Linked DNA regions of Macaca mulatta: region 1 is linked to region 2. The links are chromatin contacts, called in public Hi-C maps. All regions are on one chromosome and are shown on one strand. Each heading gives the region's core, a stretch centred on a gene start, on an enhancer-like site or on the middle of the called end of the contact. The rest is flanking DNA. Distances are from core to core; before and after follow the strand shown. Region 1 holds the start of ZNF84 (zinc finger protein 84). Region 2 holds the start of ZNF26 (zinc finger protein 26).

What was found. Hi-C and Micro-C count contacts between places; a contact is called where the count stands out from the background.
Region 1: a Hi-C map of cortical neurons shows a contact between it and region 2, with 2.1 times the contacts expected there. The contact joins the promoter of ZNF84 here to the promoter of ZNF26 in region 2. A contact is called at or near these places in 3 of 14 Hi-C or Micro-C datasets (CD4 T cells, blood and cortical neurons).

The regions. Positions count from the first base shown.
Region 1 is chr11:140,378,624-140,382,139 of T2T-MMU8v2.0, forward strand. It overlaps ZNF84 (zinc finger protein 84), which reads left to right and starts at 1,702. Exons shown (of 5, transcript XM_077955926.1): 1 at 1,702-1,834. The region is part of intron 1 of ZNF268 (zinc finger protein 268); the gene reads left to right.
Region 2 is chr11:140,325,373-140,328,708 of T2T-MMU8v2.0, forward strand. It overlaps ZNF26 (zinc finger protein 26), which reads left to right and starts at 1,476. Exons shown (of 4, transcript XM_077955944.1): 1 at 1,476-1,980. All of the region lies in intron 1 of ZNF268 (zinc finger protein 268), which reads left to right.

The DNA.
Region 1 (3,516 bases), core at 452-2,951, 53 kb after region 2:
AGGTCTCCAGAACTTATTCATGTTATAACTGCAAGTTTGTTCTCTTTTTAAAACATCTGACCGGCCGGGCGCGGTGGCTCAAGCCTGTAATCCCAGCACTTTGGGAGGCCGAGGCGGGCGGATCACGAGGTCAGGAGATGAGACCATCCTGGCTGACACAGTGAAACCCCGTCTCTACTAAAAAAATACAAAAAAAAAAAAAAAAAAACTAGCCGGGCGAGGTGCCGGGCGCCTGTAGTCCCAGCTACTGGGGAGGCTGAGGCAGGAGAATTGCGTGAACCCGGGAGGCGGAGCCTGCAGTGAGCTGAGATCCGGCCACTGCACTCCAGCCTGGGCGGCAGAGCGAGACTCCGTCTCAAAAAAAAAAAAAAAAAAAAAAAAAAATCTGACCAACATCTCATTTCCCACTCTCGCCACCTGACCTCTGGTGACCACACTTCCACTGTTTCTATGAGTTTGCCTTTTTAAGATTCCACGTTCAGGCCGGGCGCGGTGGCTCAAGCCTGTAATCCCAGCACTTTGGGAGGCCGAGGCGGGTGGATCACAAGGTCAGGAGATCGAGACCACAGTGAAACCCCGTCTCTACTAAAAATACAAAAAATTAGCCGGGCGCGGTGGCGGGCGCCTGTAGTCCCAGCTACTCAGGAGGCTGAGGCAGGAGAATGGCGTGAACCCAGGAGGCGGAGCTTGCAGTGAGCTGAGATCCGGCCACTGCACTCCAGCCTGGGCAACAGCGTGAGACTCCGTCTCAAAAAAAAAAAAAAAAAAAGATTCCACGTTCAATTTCCTATGTTTGTAGTTATTTCTCTTTTTTCATCTCTCTCCTCTCCTCCATCTCCCCGGCGCCATCTCTCTTTCATAAGCATCGTGACTTACCTATAATTCTCCCTACCACTCGAGTTATGGATCAGCTTTACTTTTTTTCTGTTAATTCTTAGCTTCTTTCCGTAAATATATTTATGTTTTTGTGGTTTCCTCAACTGAAGTCAAACCAATTGTCTTTTTAAAGTATTGGTGGGCCGGGCGAGGTGGCTCACGCCTGTAATCTTAGCACTTTGGGAGGCCGAGGCGGGCGGATTGCCTGAGCTCAAAAGTTCGAGACCAGCCTGGGCAACACGGTGAAACCCCGTCTCTACTAAAATACAAAAAATTAGCCGGGCGTGGCGGCGGGAGCCTGTAGTCCCAGCTACTCGAGAGGCTGAGGCAGCAGAATTGCTTGAACCCGGGAGGCGGAGGTTGCAGTGGGCCGAGATCGCGCCACTGCACTCCAGCCTGGGCGACAGAGCGAGACTCCGTCTCAAAAAGAACAAAAAAAAAAAAAAAAAGAGTATTGGTGGATTCGGTTTCCCTTCATGTTTCTCAGAAAACCGTGTGAGCCAGTTTGGCGTCACTGCGTCTCCAGGCGACAGGCACTTCCGGATGCGGGGCACCCTGGGAAGTTGAGTTCGCGGTGGCTCCGTCCTTCGCGCATGCGCATATGCACTCGTGGCAAAGCTTGCTGGCGGCCCTTTCTTCCTCTTTGTCCTTCGCTGCCACGTGAGAGGGGAGTGTGCGCGTGTGCGCGCGTGCGAGTGTGCTCGTCTGCAGTCCCCTACTCGTCCCGGCCCGTTCGGAGCCGCGGGAGCGCACAAAGGCCGGCGACTCCGGCGCGTGCGCGGGGCGCGGGACCGGGCGGCATCACGTGATCGCGGGGCCGCGGGCGCGCGTGCTCGAGCGCGACTCGGCGGCGGCGTCTTTTGTGAGTTTAGTGCGTTTAATGCGGGGCCGGCGCTGGGGGCTCCAGGGATGGCGGGGGAGGCGCGCGGGAGTGGCCGCGGAGGGCTTCGGCTTCAAGGTCCTGGACGTCCGCGCGCGGACTCGGGGCTGGGGCGGGGTGGGGCTGGGCCGGCTCGTGAAGATGCCGTGGGCCGCGGAGCCGCGCGGGTTCTGGGCTGTGGGGCGGGCACGGCCTTTCCCGAGGCGCCGCTGCTGGGCGTCCTTTCAGGCGGGCGTGGAGGCGCCGGCGTGGGCCTCGCGTGCGTTCGGCCTCGACAGCGGGCCAGCCCCGTTGCCGAGCCGTGGCCCTGAGGCGCGGCTGCCCTGCTGGACCGCATCCGCCCGCAGCCTGGCTCTGCCGGTGTCGAAAGAGTCTTTTAAAGCACAGGTGTGAGCCACCATGCCTGGCCCTGTATTTTTTAATGGTTACGTTTATTGACTGTTTTACAGTTTTTTAAATTACTTTTGTCTTTTGTATCGTGTGGCGACATCTCCCCTCAAATTATGCATATAATTCACCTGTGGTTTGTTTTTTTTTTTAAGACATTCTTAGGGTTTCCATTATTTTAAAATTTAATCCATCTGGAAGTAGTTGTATGAAATAGCTACCTTTATTTTCTTTCAAATATTCTCGTATTCATTAAATAATTTAGTTTTACTCATGGCTTTGAAGTGCTACATCTATTACATGCTGACTCTGGCATAGACAGTTCTGCTTTTTTCATCTGTGTAACCTCTCTGAAGCCACTGTCAGATGTTATAATTATTATAATTTATATGTATTACAGTAGGCCTGTTCACATTCATTATTTTGTATTTCCAAAAGCGTCCAGGGTATGCCTGTAGCCCCAGCTACTCTGTAGGCGGAGGTGGGAGGATCACTTGAGCCCAGGAGTTCAGGGCTGCAGTGAGCTATGGTTATGCCATTGCGCTTCGGCCTGGACAACACAGTAAGACCCTGTCTCAAAAAAAAAAAAAAGTGTTCAAACTGTTCTTGAACCTTTTTCCTTACACGTAAACTTCAGAATTTTGAGATTCTGAGTGGAGTTGAACGAGTTATATAAATCATTTGAGGTCAAATTACCTTCACAATATGAAGTCTTCCTATCCTAAAATAAAATCGAATTATAAATTTCTTTAATTCTATTTTTATAGTTTTCATTGGTGTTTTTAGTATGCTTCATATGGATCTTGATATTCCTACATATTTTATGACTTTTTTTCAATTATGAGTTGGATTTTATTTTTTCATTATTTTATATAAGTTGTTGATATCTTTTTTTTTTTTTTTTTTTTTTTGAGACGGAGTCTCACGCTGTTGCCCAGGCTGGAGTGCAGTGGCGCGATCTCGGCTCACTGCAAGCTCCGCCTCCCGGGTTCCCGCCATTCTCCTGCCTCAGCCTCCTGAGTAGCTGGGACTACAGGCGCCCGCCACCGCGCCCGGCTAATTTTTTTGTATTTTTAGTAGAGACGGGGTTTCACTGTGGTCTCGATCTGCTGACCTTGTGATCCGCCCTCCTCGGCCTCCCAAAGTGCTGGGATTACAGGCTTGAGCCACCGCGCCCGGCCAGTTGTTGATATCTTACAGAAATAAGGTTATTGACCTGGAAAGATGTTCTTCACATAATGGGAAAAAAACAAAAACAGTTTTTAAATATGACCCTATGCTTCCATTTTATGAAAAATGTCACAATAGTTTCCATCATCTCAAGAATGGTTACCTGTGGTGAGATCATAGATAACAGTTCTTATTTAGCTTGT
Region 2 (3,336 bases), core at 226-2,725:
TATACTGATTTTCTTTCTTTTGGGTACATACCTAGGAGTAGGATAGCTGGATTGTATGGCAGTTCTATTTTTATTTTTTTGAGGAACCTCCAAACTCTCCACAGTGGTTGTACTAATTTACATTCCCACCAAGAGTGTACAGGTGTTCCCTTTTCCCCATAACCTCACCAGCATTTATTATTGCTTGTCTTTTGGATAATAGTCATCTTAACTGGGGTGAGATAATATCTCATTGTAGTTTTGATTTGCATTTCTCTGATGATCAATGATATTGTGTACCTTTTCATATACCTGTTTGCCATTTGTATGTCTTCTTTTGAGAAATGTCTATTCAGATGTTTGGCTTTTTTTTTTTTTGAGACAGGTTTCACTCCTGTCATCCAGGCTGGAGCACAATGGTGCAATCTCGGCTCACTGCAACCTCGGCCTCACGGGCTCAAGCAATTCTGCTGCCTTAGCCTCCCAAGTAGCTGAGACTACAGATGCATGCCACTGCATCCGGCTGACTTTTGATATGTTTTGTAGAGACGAGGTTTCGTCATGTTGCCCAGGCTAGTCTCCAACTCCTGGGCTCATGCGATCCACCCACCTCAGCCCTCCAAAGTGCTGGGATTACAGACGTGAGCCATCGCCTGGCCATTTTGCACATTTTTAAATCTCGAAAGGTTAATCTACAATAGTGGTATTATCTGTGGGAGTAATTGGGGAAGCTGCATATCTTGTGACCAATCTACATCTTAGAATTCAGGCTCCTCTCCTCCCCCCAGCTTTGTGGTCTCTCATAGGTTTACAAAGGCAGTTGAGTTTTGGAAAAGGGTTATCATTTAAACTATAACCTAAGTGTCTTCCAAAGTTAGCTTGGCCTAAGCCCAGAAGAGCCAAAGGCGCGTGGGGTCGCGGGTTTGATTAGATTAGACCTCCCCCACGGCGATAATTTTCTCACTGATATAATTTTTGCAAAGGCAGTTTCATTATTGGTGTGGTTCTATTTATTTGTCTTTAACATCTACTATAGTTTCTTCTTTATGAAGTTGGTTACTCTATTATTTGGTGCACTGATTTCCAAACTGTTATTTAACCCTACGAATTGCAGCTTTTAGCTTTACAAAGCGTCCTTTTTTGCTGTGCCTTCTGGTCTGAACCCTATCTTGTTTGATATCAAGACCTCAGCACGCCTGCGTCTCTGCTGGGGTCAGACTTTGACTCAGTTCTACAGGCCCTGGGAAACTGGGCGTCCGGGCTCCGAGGATGGTACTGAACCTGGCGCAGCCGGGGGAGGGTGAACCAGGTGCCGCTGACGGAGCCCCCTCCCAACCTTCCTTTCCTGTCAGGCTGTGCCCCTCTCCAGATACGCTGCAGCCGGAAGTCAGGCCCGTAACTAGGGAGCCTTCGCCGAGGATTGTGGGAGATGTAGTTTTTCCGGGCGCTGTGGCGTCCTGGCGCATCGACGCATGACGCACTTCCGCGTGCGCCACACACCCTGTCTTAGTCGGGTGCGCGCGTGCGGGGCTGTTTCCGGGTTAGACTCAGTGGACCGAAATCTGGCCAGTGGGTGAACCTGGCTAGCCTCTGTGACCGCGGAGGCGCGGAGCTAAGCGGCTGGGATTATCCGGGGCAGACCAGGGACTTGACCAGCTAAACACCTCCGTCGGTTCGGGGCGTGGACGGAGCCAGGCTAGCCGCCTGCTCTCCCGAGTCAGGGCTGCTGAACGGCACAAATCCATCGGTGCGACTCCTGGTACCCAGACCGGGAGGCCGTCTAGTCACGCGCGCTCCGCGTTGGGCGAGAGCTGAGGAGCCGGCGTCCCTGCGAGCGACTCAGCCCCGGGACGGTCAGGTGCCTGGGGCCCAGGACCCGCACCTGTCTTCGTGCGGACGCATCCCTCGCGGTCTCTCCGCAGCCCGCGGGTCCTGCCCCCTAGGCAGCGCACGAACGTGGGCGTGGGGATGGCCACCAGTTTCCGGACAGCTTCGTGCTGGGTAAGTAGAGACTTTCCGTGTTTAAAAGTCGACTGGATACTGAGGGTGGCCACGTTGATCTCTGCAGGGTTACTCCCGGGAACTGAACTCACGTTCACCTGTAATTGTGTCCATAGTTCACTAGACTACCCTCCCCGCCAAACCGAAGCTCCTCTAAAGCTCACCCAAGCTCTGGTCCTGCAGAAACGTGCCTCGTGGTAATCTGTGACGGGCAATTATACAGCACTTCATTGCCAGCTGCGGGCCCTGAAATCTGAGGATCCTCCATCTTTTCGTGTTTTCTACAGAAAGTTGTCTTACGCAGACCGTTGGAACTTCGTTGGAGAAATTACCAGTTCCTCCTCTTTCGTTTGGCCAAATGCTTGTTTATGGAGTGTCTTTTTGTGTGCTGAACTCTAGAGCTGGTGCTGGCAATGCAGAGATAAGTTATGTATGTTCCTGATTTTAGAGGAGCTTTGGTTTGGTGGGGAGGGTAGTCTAGTGAACTGTGGACACAATTACAGGTGTATGAGTAGGGAGAAAAGGCTAGGAGCGGAGCTCGAGAGTCCAAGAGGTAAGGGGCGGGCCAGGGGATCATCTGGACTTTATGAATGATTGACGGAGTGAACCAGAGGGGAGACTTTACAAGGGACTTGATTGCCAAATCCATTGCACTCGGTGAGTGGTGGCGACGACGTTGCCGGATGTTGTGCTCTGCCACTGAGCTATACAGCTGGAGACTAGGAAAGCTGTTAGAAGAGGGACCCTGGGAGAGACTTTCGCAGGTGTTGAATATCCAATGCCTATATTTCAGCCTGTAACTCACATGGGAGGTCTAAACTGGAAATATCTAAAGACACCTTACTGTATTCGTGGAAGCTCAGAGTGTGACCAACTAGAACCCTCAAGAGGACCGAGGTGAGGACTCAAGTTAATGAAAGGAAAGGACACAGTGAGGAAGGCTGTGGTGCTAAAGAAGTGAGAGAAAGTTAGGAGTGGATATTTCCCCCCTGTGAGTTTGTTCCTTTGTCAGAGATCAGTTGACTATATTTATATGGGTCTATTTCTGGGCTCTTTATTGAGTTCTGTTGGTCTATTTGTTCTTTCACTAATACCACACTACCACACTGTCTTGATTTTTGTAGCTTTAAAATAAGTGTTTTTTGTTGTTGTTGAGACGGGAGTCTCGCTCTGTCGCCCAGGCTGGAGTGCAGTGGAACAGTCACAGCTCATTGCAGCCTCGAACTCCTGGGCTCAAGGGATCCTCCCGCCTCAGCTTCCTGAGTAACTGGGATTACAGGCACGTGCCACCACATCTGGTTAATTAATTTTTTTTTCTTTTTTTGGTACAGATAGGGTCTCACTGTGTTACCCTGG